Regions from separate parts of the Hordeum vulgare genome. Here all the other regions are linked to region 2. The links are chromatin contacts, called in public Hi-C maps. All regions are on one chromosome and are shown on one strand. The core of a region is the stretch at or near the end of the contact, and the rest is flanking DNA. Distances in the headings are between cores, read along the strand shown.

Region 1 (3,458 bases), core at 168-2,667, 320 kb before region 2:
ACATTCTTCAAAAAGCTACAGCGAAGATCACTTTGCCATACGGATGAACCATATAGGTTAGCTTTCTCCAGACAGGAAGCACCCAGATTTGATATGAATTATCTACTTCTACTGATCCTGGGTTATGAACTATAAAGGTCAGCTTTCTCTTCACACAAACAGACAGGAAGGACCCTGATATGATAGGAATTATTTGCTTCTACCGATCCTGGGTTCTGGTGTGCGGCCTTACAAATTTATGCACTTGCAGTAAATGTTGATCAGAAAAGGCAATTCAAGTTTAATACGTTATTCGGTGGTCTGTTGTAGGTTTATGTAATCAATGATGTTCACGAAAACAAATCACAAAATATGAAGCAAAATGGTATTTTCGACATGCTTAGTTCAGTTAGATTTCACTGAATCTTCACGAAAACAAATCACAAAATATGAAGCAAAATGGTATTTTCGACATGCTTAGTTCAGTTAGATTTCACTGAATCTTCACGAAAACAAATCACAAAATATGAAGCAAAATGGTATTTTCAACATGCTTAGTTCAGTTAGATTTCACTGAATCTAAGGATGATTCATCAAAAGACCACTCGGTCAGACGAGTACAAGGAACTGCATGAGCAGCCACCGGAAAAAACAGTAACGGAAATAAAGATCTGGCAGAGGAATTTACATGCAATGCCACTCGCGATGATCCGAATTGGAGAGATGCGGAGTAGTTGCAGAGATCTGTCTGTACGAGACTACGAACGCGCCAAAACAACCGAAAAAACACGTGGATTTGCACCCAAAGTAGCCGATTTCCAGGCCAATTGATGAGATCGAACTAAGGCGCGCTCGGTAAACTACGGAGGACTAGAAGATATAGCCTTGCACTCGACAGGAAAGCAACCTGTTGGTGCAAACAAAAGGCGTGGCAGCTCACCTGTTTGTTGTAGATGTTGAAGTAGATGTTGAAGAGGTACCAGAGCCCGAAGAAGACGCCGAGCTGGAGCGTCTTGGCGAGCGCCGCTCCGCTTTCCTCCCCGGCCTCCTCGCCCGGCGCCGCCTTCCCGGCGGCCGCGGCGGCCACGAGGCCGCCGCTCCTCTTCTCCTGCTCGGGCGACGCCGGCACGAGCCCGATGCGGCCGAGCCCCGCCGCGGCCACGAGGCGCGCGCGGGGCGCCGCGGCGGAGAGCCGGAGGGCCACGCGGGAGGCCGGGAGGCGGGCGGCCCCGGGGCTGGGGCTCTTGAGGATGGGCCGCGCGGCGCATGGCCGGATGAGCCCGATGGCCGCCGCGCTCTGCATTGCGGCGGGGGGCGGGGTGTTCCAGAAGCTTCTGGGGCCCTGGCCGCGCGGGGGGGAGCGGCGGAGGCCTCGAGGCCGAGGCGGAGGCTGCTGCGGCGGCGGCGGAGGGCACGAGGAGGGGGTGGTGCGGTCTGGTGAGATGAGAGAGAGTGGGTTGGTGGGCGAAGGGTTTTAAGGAGCGGCGGCCCGATGCCGGGCTGACCTGGCACCGGCGGGGGGGAGCGTCTGCTAGAGTGACAGGCGGGCCCGGGCGATTGACCTGGCATTGGCCGGCTGCCGGGTGGAGCCGGTGCACGGTGCGCCGGGCGGACGGCCGTGGGATGTCGCGCGATGCGGTGGAGTGGAGGGGTTGTTGGGTGGAACCTGCCCGGCGAGGGCTCCGAGGGGTGGGCGGGTCCCGGTGCGGGAAAAACCTGGCATGGTGGGCCCATAGTAGGAGGGGCGGGATCTGCGAGACCGCCGCGCCAGCTCACCATGCGTCTTCTTCTGGGTTCTCGGGCGGACTGCCAGTTGCTCCGGACCTCAACTTTAGTCCTGTTTTTTTTTCTGTTCCAACTTCGTGAAAAACAAACACCATTTCGTGGCTCATTCGGTCTACAGAATTTTCAAATCAAAGGAAATAGACAAAGTAAAGGGTTGGGATGTCTTTTCCGTCCTAATTCCTCGGGATTTTTCGTAAGCTCACACCTAATAATACAATATATTATAGTTACTAAGCAAGCTCTCATGTTGTTCATTCCAAGTATTGAGCATGGCCTCTCACGGGCTTCACACGTCTTTGCCTTACTCCTATAACGAGAGCACGGCACGTGTTCTGTTTTTTTTACAGCATCAACTTTATTGACCTACGAGGCCACCGCTTTCTTCTTTCGGCTACACACAAGAGATCGGGAGAGGGGGATGGCACAATAGAAAGGGGCCGCCGCCACCACTTCCATGTCGTCGTCGTTCCGCCCCCATCTGCCATCTCCTATCCTCATGCCCCTTCTTTGCATCTGCTCGGCCACGGCCCAAGGATGCGCACCCGCAAATCACGTCGCTTCTCCACCGACCGCACCGACCGTCTCCCATTAGGGTTTGTCGTCGCTGGCCGTCCTGGTCGTAGGTTCTCGCGGCTCCTTCTATATGGTTGTTTTGATGGTGTGGACGGTGCTGGCGCCGCTTCCTATGTACGGCCGTTGCGGTGGGGTGGACTATGTCGGTGCCATCGCTAACTTGCTATTTGACCTGTCCTGTTGGGGTTTGATTTTGTTCGACTGATGCGACCGTCTCCTAACGGACTGGTACATTCTATTTGCTCCCTCCTACTTCCTTCCTTCCTTTGTGTTTTGATTTTGTTTGCTCGATTTTCCAGTTGGTTGGATGCAGCCGGGATTACAAGGTACGGGGCATAGTGGTGGATGCTTCTGTCTGCATCTTCACGTGTTGCCTAATTGAAGACCATTGGGGTTTGGATAAAGGTGCTTTTCTGGATGATTAGATGGGTTTGATGAGGATCAGTGGTCACCGTACGTAGACGACATGATAGCACGAAGCTGATGTAGTCCCCTTTCTATCTGTGTTCATCTTCTCAATCTGTTTAGGGGTTCAGTTCAGTTTTGCTGTCATATATAGGAAGAAGGGAGTGTTATTTTTCAGTAATCTACGCTGCTTTTACACACTTGTTCTGTGGAATCTATAAGATACGACACCACCCTGCTAATTCTACCATACTTTCTTTTATCTTTTGGCCCACATATCATGTTACAGGTTTTGTGACAAGACAATATGCATCTACTGATCATGAATTCGTGATGACAAATGGAGCTGAAAATATGTACTTTATAACCATGGGATCAGGATGGCATTTGTGACAATATCCATCTACTGATACTGTTTGTGTTTACAACTTAGAATCTTAATGCTTACTGATATTGACTTTCCAGGGGATATCTCTCTAAAGTCTAGGTGAATCGGTTTACAAAGCAGAGATTGTGACAAGAAATAACAAAGAACAACATGTGCGTGTACCAACTACCATGGATAGTGCTCAGTGCTCCTGTGTTTCCAATGGCCCTATGTGTGTATGATTGCCAACTTCCAAGTACCATGGATAGTGCTCAGTTCTCCTGCTTCCAAATTGCCCTTCACACTACAGGGAAGTAACAATCAGTAAAGGCTAAGGTCAGACTTTGGA
Region 2 (3,678 bases), core at 126-2,625:
TTGCAACTACATTTACTTTTCATTTGAAGTTTTAAATTCTTGACCTGCTTGATACAAAACTTGAGCTCTTACATGAACACAAAGTAATATTTCGAGATTGATACACACTATACAGAAGATGAATCTCGACCAATGTACCTGAAACCAGTTAGGATTCTCCGGGCTCTGCTGCGCGGCGAGAACTTCAACAAAACCGTCATTCTTGTACCCGCCAATGTTGTTCCCATAGGCCCTCGAGAGGTGGCGGTTGAGCGACGCGGAGTTGAACTGCGTCAGCACATAGATCTTGGACACATTGCTGTTGAGGCAGTTGCTGACCGGGATATCTATGAGCCTGTAGTTGGCACCCAGCGGCACCGCAGGCTTGGCCCTCTTCTTGGTCAGCGGGTACAGCCTTGTCCCGGCGCCACCACCCAGGATGATCCCAAGAACACTCTGCAGCGGTAAATGGATCCTATCAACTGGATGTGACATGAACATATCATGGCAAAACAAACACTCGAAACATTAACCGAATGAACTGCAGTCTCGGGTTTATGTACTTCTACCACAGAGTTTAATAAATTAAAATGCATTTTTATTATTTAGTAGTAGAGTCTTCAGATCTTGAGTGAATAATATTATAAACTTCTGAATAGAAGGCATGGAGTAAATAATTCTAAGCCTTCCCCCATTTCATGGATCATAATCTATAGACTCCACCCCCAATGCGGCAGCCGACAGAACCATCGTGAGATCAACGGAAAGGCGCGAGAAAACACGCCCCATCTGCTCATCCAAACGCGCCAAGCAGAAGGAGTAGATAAAATAAAAATAAGGGAGACGCATCGAAACGCCAACTCCGAGTGTGCGTGCGCACGAGCCTTTTCCCGCGTAATAATCACGAAAGGGACGGCTAAAAGTCGCATGATAAAGTGCGGAGGAAGGTAAATGCCAATCAAAAAAAAAAAGTGTGGAAGAAGGTGATGGGCGTGATCGCGCATTACCGTGCTGGCGTCCGGATCGAGGCACGTCTGGGAGTTGCGCGAGTCGGACACGGCCCGGGGCGAGAACAGGGGACGCGGCCTCCCCGCCACCGCCCGCAGCCGCCGCCCGCCATCGGGGGCAGCGCGGCGAGGAGAGGATGCGGAGGGTGCCGGCGCCGGGATCGGTGCCCCGTACGTGGCGGCCGTCGCCGTCGCCATCGCCATCGCCATCGGGGGCAAGAGAGTGACGGGTTGGGGCGGTGGCAGCGACGGCCGAGAGAAAGTGAGGGGAGGCGGGGCTGGCGGCAGGGCAGGACAGGAACTGCTGGGGAGTGTTGGACGGACGCTTCTCCCTTTCAGCGGCTGTGAGAGTTTCCAGCTTCTTTTTTCCGCTTTCCGTTCTTCCTTTCCTGTCAGGGCATGGCATGGCTTGTCGGCATTTATGGTTGTGTTTGTCCATGTGCCGCGATGGCGTGTGCGGTCCAGATGAGCCTCGGACCAACGGCTCTGCTCGCGCACACGTGTCTACTATATCTCACGTTTTCTTTTTGATTTTGACAGGAATATTCTGCAGTGAGCATATCTCTCAGGCCAACTTTGTTTTCTGTTTTTTGAGGTTCGGGCCAATTCTGATGTTCACACGGTGTGTGTCTACAACCCCTAAGAAAACATATCCAAATTCAAAATACACATCAATTTTGTTTCTCAATGTGCACAAGGTATGCAGCGGCGAGGGCGACACAGCACCACGGTCGAAGAGCGACTCCTTGAGCTGCCGTGCATACTCCATGTCTGTCCACGCGGCTGCGGCTCCTCCTCGTGGTCGATGACCACCTCCTCCTTAACCGTGGGTGCAGGCGGAGTGATGGGCGCCGACAGGCGCAGAGAGCATGGGTGGCAGCATCACGATCCACACAGCGTCGGGATCCACTTTGTCGGTGCCGAGAACTAGTCGAATCCATTGTCGGACTTACCCGTCTTTAGGTGTGTGCACGAGAGGAGCGAAGGGGAGAGGGGAAGAGGAGAGGTTGCGGTGCGCATACCGGAGATGGGGTTTGTTGGCGAAGCCACCTTGCTTAGATGGACCAGCGATGGACCGGCGATGTCATGAGATGGATCGGCGCCGCTTCATTGCGTGCGTAGTTGGCGGAGTAGACTTCTTGGTCATCATGTTTGCAGTGAAGAATCATTGGTCAGTCGTCAGGTCATAGCGGCATGATCGACATGGATGCATGCAGGCGGTTGTCCGACCCTATTGTAATGCCCTCGATGTGATCATATCCTTATTTTGGCACGAGGGCCTCGACAGGGATATAAGCGCATCTCGTCGTTTCACAAGAATGGATATCGTTACAAGTACATGTAAAGAAGAGATGAGTATATGAAATTGGCTTACACTCGCCACGAGCTAATCATGATCATCTCAATACAAACATACATTCACTCACGAGTCAGAAGAGCAAGGTCCGACTACGGACGAAATCAAACGATAAAACAACATCCATCCTTGCTATCCCAAGCTGCCGGCCAGGAACCCATCCTATGGCCGATGATGAAGAAGAAGAAGAAACTCCAAATAGAAAAATCATCGCGCTCATGTCAAAGTATCGCTTTACTTGTACATGCAACTATTGTTGTAGTTTGTGAGCTACAGGGACTCAACAATCTCATTTTCAAAGGTATCAAGACTAGCAAAGCTTAATGGGTGAGGTATGGTTAAGTAGTGAGGTTGCAGCAAGCAACTAAGCATTTATTTGAATGGCTAACTTACGAGTACAAGAATAAGAGGGGATGATCTATGCATAAACGGACGTGAACTAATAATGATCAAGAAATGATCCTCAACACCTACTAACAAGTCAAGCATAACCCCACCGTGTCCTTTCTCGGACGCAGAACTCACGAGAAGAGACAGCCATGGTTACGTACCCAGTTGGCATATTTTAATTGAGTTTACTTCAAGTTTGCTATGACCAGGTGTTAAACAAAGTTTTCCAAGTTGCCACATAACCACGGGCACATCTTTTCAAAAGATTCCACCATGTAGGATGTTGGAAATATGCCCTAGAGTTAATAATAAAGTGGTTATTATTATATTTCCTTGCTCATGATAATCGTTTATTATCCATGTTATAATTGAATTGATTGGAAACTAAAATACATTTGTCGGTACATAAACAACAATGTGTCCCTAGTATGCCTCTACTCAACTAGCTTGTTGATCAAAGATGGCTAAGATTTTCTAACCATAGACGTGCACTACTGGAATCCAGTTCTTTGCCGTCAGCCAGGTCTTTGCCGTCTGCTGGCTGATGGCAAAGAACCTCTTCGCCGTCAGTTGACACAAGGCGGACGACAAAGGGCTGACTGATGGCAAAAATACTATTTGCCATGTGTAGGCCCTTTGTCGTTTGCCAGGGGACGGCAAAGAGACCCAGGGCAGACGACAAAGAGGACGGGTGTGTCCCATGCCTGCCGTGTTCGACGGAAGGCTAACTTTGCCATGTGTCGGCCTTTGTCGTCTGCCGTGGGGCCCTTTGCCGTCGGGGAGCGGACGGCAAAGGGGCCGACCGTGTAACGGCCGTCTACTCCCCCTCGCGCTCACTTTCTCTCTCTTCCCCCACACCGTCTCTCTCTCCCCCCACACTGTCTCTCTCTCCCCCTCGCGCTCACTGTCACTTGCCCCCGTCGCCGCCCCGCCTCGCTCCCACCG
Region 3 (3,216 bases), core at 300-2,799, 430 kb after region 2:
TGATAGCAAATACGAGTAGCAAATTTAACAACAATCTTGACTGTTAGCCACTCTGTATGTATCCTCTACTGTGTTTTACACCTCATTTTTCCATTTACCTATGAATGCTAGTACCTCCGTAAACAAATATAAGAGCATTTAGATCACTAAAGTAGTGTATTTAAGATCCAGACAGATATGGAGAAAGATGTTGGTTCAAAGAGAAACCGTACACACGCGCATAGCCACCAACTGCCCATGTAGTACATCTTATCTAAACAAGTACAATGCTGAAACATTAGCATCCTGCTAACAGTCAAGTTACTGGAGAAACATTTTTTTTATTTTGAGCCTGGTGTAGAGATACACCAGAAAGTGGATAATAGCTAGAGACAATTGCTCAGTTCCAAGAAAACACGCACAAACACACACACACACACACACACACACACACACACACTGAGAAAAAGAACATGTTGGAAGAGGAGAGAAACATGGATGGGCAAAATGAATTAAAAATCAGCGAAGACAAAATATGGTCCGTGTGTCCCGTGCAGTGCGGGCTGCAGCAACCATCAACGGACCAAAGATTGCAGTCAGAGAACTGAAACGAAATGGCCATTGGATGCAGAATAAATTGAGACACAACTTTTTCGTAGATACAAAATTTCAGTGGGGCGCCTAGATCTATTTTTGGTGGGGGGCTGTAAATGGACCACAGCAAAAAAATTCCCAAGGTGCTGGTGGTACAAAGATGGAATGGGAGAGGGCTAGAACAATCATTTCCATAAATGAGTGGACAGTACCTAGAACACATGGTTGGGCACGCGCTACTGTTGGAATAGGAAGGAGAAGAAGATGCGACAGCCGTGCTCCTGTTGATTCAACTCGGTTTAAACTTGGGTATCTACCGAGCTCCGTCAGAAAATTTTCTAGGAGAGAAGATGACCGAAAGAAGCTAGGAGAGGAGGGGCATTTGCAAAATTCCTCTCCTCCCGTTGAGATTTGAGAAACAAGTGCAGAACACCAGAAATCGTTTTCAGAACCCAAGATCAAGAAAGGAACATGGAACCGCCTGCTTACTTACTGACGTGTGTGAGAGAGAGAGAATCAGAGAAGAAACCAAAAGCAGCAGGTCATGACTCACAAACCGATGAGATGGCTAGAAACCAAAACTTATCTATCTAAAAAGGTTGGAAGCGAAGAAACGGAGCTTCTCTGATGAAATGTAGAGAGGGAGAGGGAGAGTATTACGGTCTTGGGAGGCGGCGGGGAGGGAGAGGCGGCGTGGGAGGAGAAGAAGGAGGCGCAGGAGAGGCCGATCCGCTTGGCCGCCGCCCTCCGCCACCTCGCCAGCGTGCCTTCGCCGCCGCATCCCCCCGCCATTGCTCGCTGCCCCCCTGAGCTAGCTACAGCGCCATAGGCCCTCCCCTCCCCTCCCCTGTTTCTTGGTGTCCTAGCCTAGCCTAGCCTAGGTGGTGGTGTAAACGCCCCTGCTTTCGCTGCCTTGTGCTTCTTGTACTCCCTTCCCATGGACCAAAGGTCATGCCGTCATGGACTCATCACACTCTCCCTCTCTCCATCAGTCCATCTCCTAGTTTTCTTTTTAAGAAAAAAAAATCAGTCTATCTCCTAGTGAGGTGAGTGAGCAGAGCTGACAATTGCAGTATAGCCCCTGCCATTTCCCCATTTAGATTTCTAATCCCTCATTAAAAAGTAAAGGAGCGGTCACAAATTGTACTCCCATCATCTAAATATAAACGTACCTAGTCATATTCTATTATTTAGATACATTTATTTTTAAACAAACTTAAGATAAAACATTTGGGACGAAGGAAGTATTCCGTATTCGGTAAATGCTGAGAACGCGGATGGATTTGGCAAGGCCACTCCAGATGGAACGCTTTAGCTCTCAAACTCTTCTTCAACTACTGTAGTAACTAGGATTGATCTTGAGGGGCCTTACGGAAAATATACGGTACGTTAGGGGTGGGTGGGTGGGTGAGTGGGTTTCAATTCTGAATAATCTGGACGCCTTTATGCAAACCGTCCTTGCTTGCTGAGCTGCTGCTCACCGTGGTCCCACCTACCTCTGCGTGTGCCTTTTTCCTCGGGCACGGAAAGGACAGTTTGTAACGCATGCCTGCCCGAAAAGTGCCTGCTGCAGAGGCCGAGCCCCAGTGTGAGCTCGTTACATTTTTTTCAGCCGAAATACTTTTTTAGCACCTCAAAAAAAATCTGAAACAAGTACACGTGTAGACATATATTTATGGTATACATGTACCCAATTTCATGAACATATATATTCATGTGATGTACACAAAAAAGACAAATACACATGTTAAAATGGGCTTTTCCTTTGTTGTATCTGGGCTATATATTTGTCTTTTTTGTGTAGTATGCAGATAATTAAATTAGATAATGAAATTTTATACATACTTCAAGGATATGCATATGTGTTTGTCGAAAAAAGTTTGACATTTTTTGAAATATCTAAATATATTTTGATTTTTTTTTTGCAATGCCATTCTCATGCCTGCCCTGCCTCATGCTTCCTGGTGATTCACTCACAACCTTGGGAATAGAGGTGGCCTTTCGCACCTCATCAGGAACAAAGAATTGAATTTTGGTGGAAAAATAAAGGATTGTAACTTGAATAAGAAGAAGGAGAAACAACAATCTACCTTTACCATTTGGTTCATAGGATTACATGAAAGGAAGTTCATAGACAAGTGTTTTTTTTCTTATTCTTTTGGGGCAAAAGAGAAATTTCTTCAAAGGCAATAGCATTGTAGGAAACACCATTTGTTTTTTTCCTAAAATATCGTGTCTCTTCTTCAGAGAGCAATCTCGGGTTTGTGTGAAAATAATATACGTATGGATTTTAATATATACTAGAAGGACTGGACGCGCTTTGCTACGCCATTAGATAAAAAAAACCTGATCACTCTGTTTTAAAATATAATATGTAATATTTTTTTAAATATCAAACCTATTAAATTTGTAGGTAAATATATCAAAATCGATAATACCAAATTATTGTGATTAGGTTCATCGCTAAATGAAATATCATATTTTTATTTAATATTAAGGATGTCGATGTTTTTGCTCTTAACTTGGTCAAAGTTGAAGAATTTGACTTTCCAAAAAACTAACACCCCTTATATTTTAACACTAATGAAATATTTCATTTGATGTGTAGGGGAGATGACATAGTATGTTTTATTTTTATTTGTA

The links. A called contact is a pair of places that touch in the nucleus more often than the background predicts.
Region 1: a Hi-C map of leaf shows a contact between it and region 2, with 4 times the contacts expected there. The contact joins the promoter of LOC123451864 here to the promoter of LOC123395676 in region 2. A contact is called at or near these places in 3 of 6 Hi-C or Micro-C datasets (leaf and seedling) and 1 of 1 datasets of contacts at active chromatin or transcription factors (embryo).
Region 3: a contact with region 2 is called in a Hi-C map of seedling, with 4 times the contacts expected there. The contact joins the promoter of LOC123398370 here to the promoter of LOC123395676 in region 2. A contact is called at or near these places in 4 of 6 Hi-C or Micro-C datasets (leaf and seedling) and 1 of 1 datasets of contacts at active chromatin or transcription factors (embryo).

The regions. Positions count from the first base shown.
Region 1 is chr5H:380,197,147-380,200,604 of MorexV3_pseudomolecules_assembly, forward strand. LOC123451864 (phosphoenolpyruvate/phosphate translocator 1, chloroplastic-like) reads right to left here and starts at 1,418. Exons shown (of 9, transcript XM_045128408.1): 1 at 920-1,418. The coding sequence starts at 1,282.
Region 2 is chr5H:380,513,178-380,516,855 of MorexV3_pseudomolecules_assembly, forward strand. It overlaps LOC123395676 (glucose-1-phosphate adenylyltransferase small subunit 1, chloroplastic/amyloplastic), which reads right to left and starts at 1,376. Exons shown (of 10, transcript XM_045090707.1): 1 at 987-1,376; 2 at 139-435. The coding sequence starts at 1,196.
Region 3 is chr5H:380,941,300-380,944,515 of MorexV3_pseudomolecules_assembly, forward strand. LOC123398370 (probable E3 ubiquitin-protein ligase WAVH2) reads right to left here and starts at 1,550. Exons shown (of 3, transcript XM_045092846.1): 1 at 1,234-1,550. The coding sequence starts at 1,365.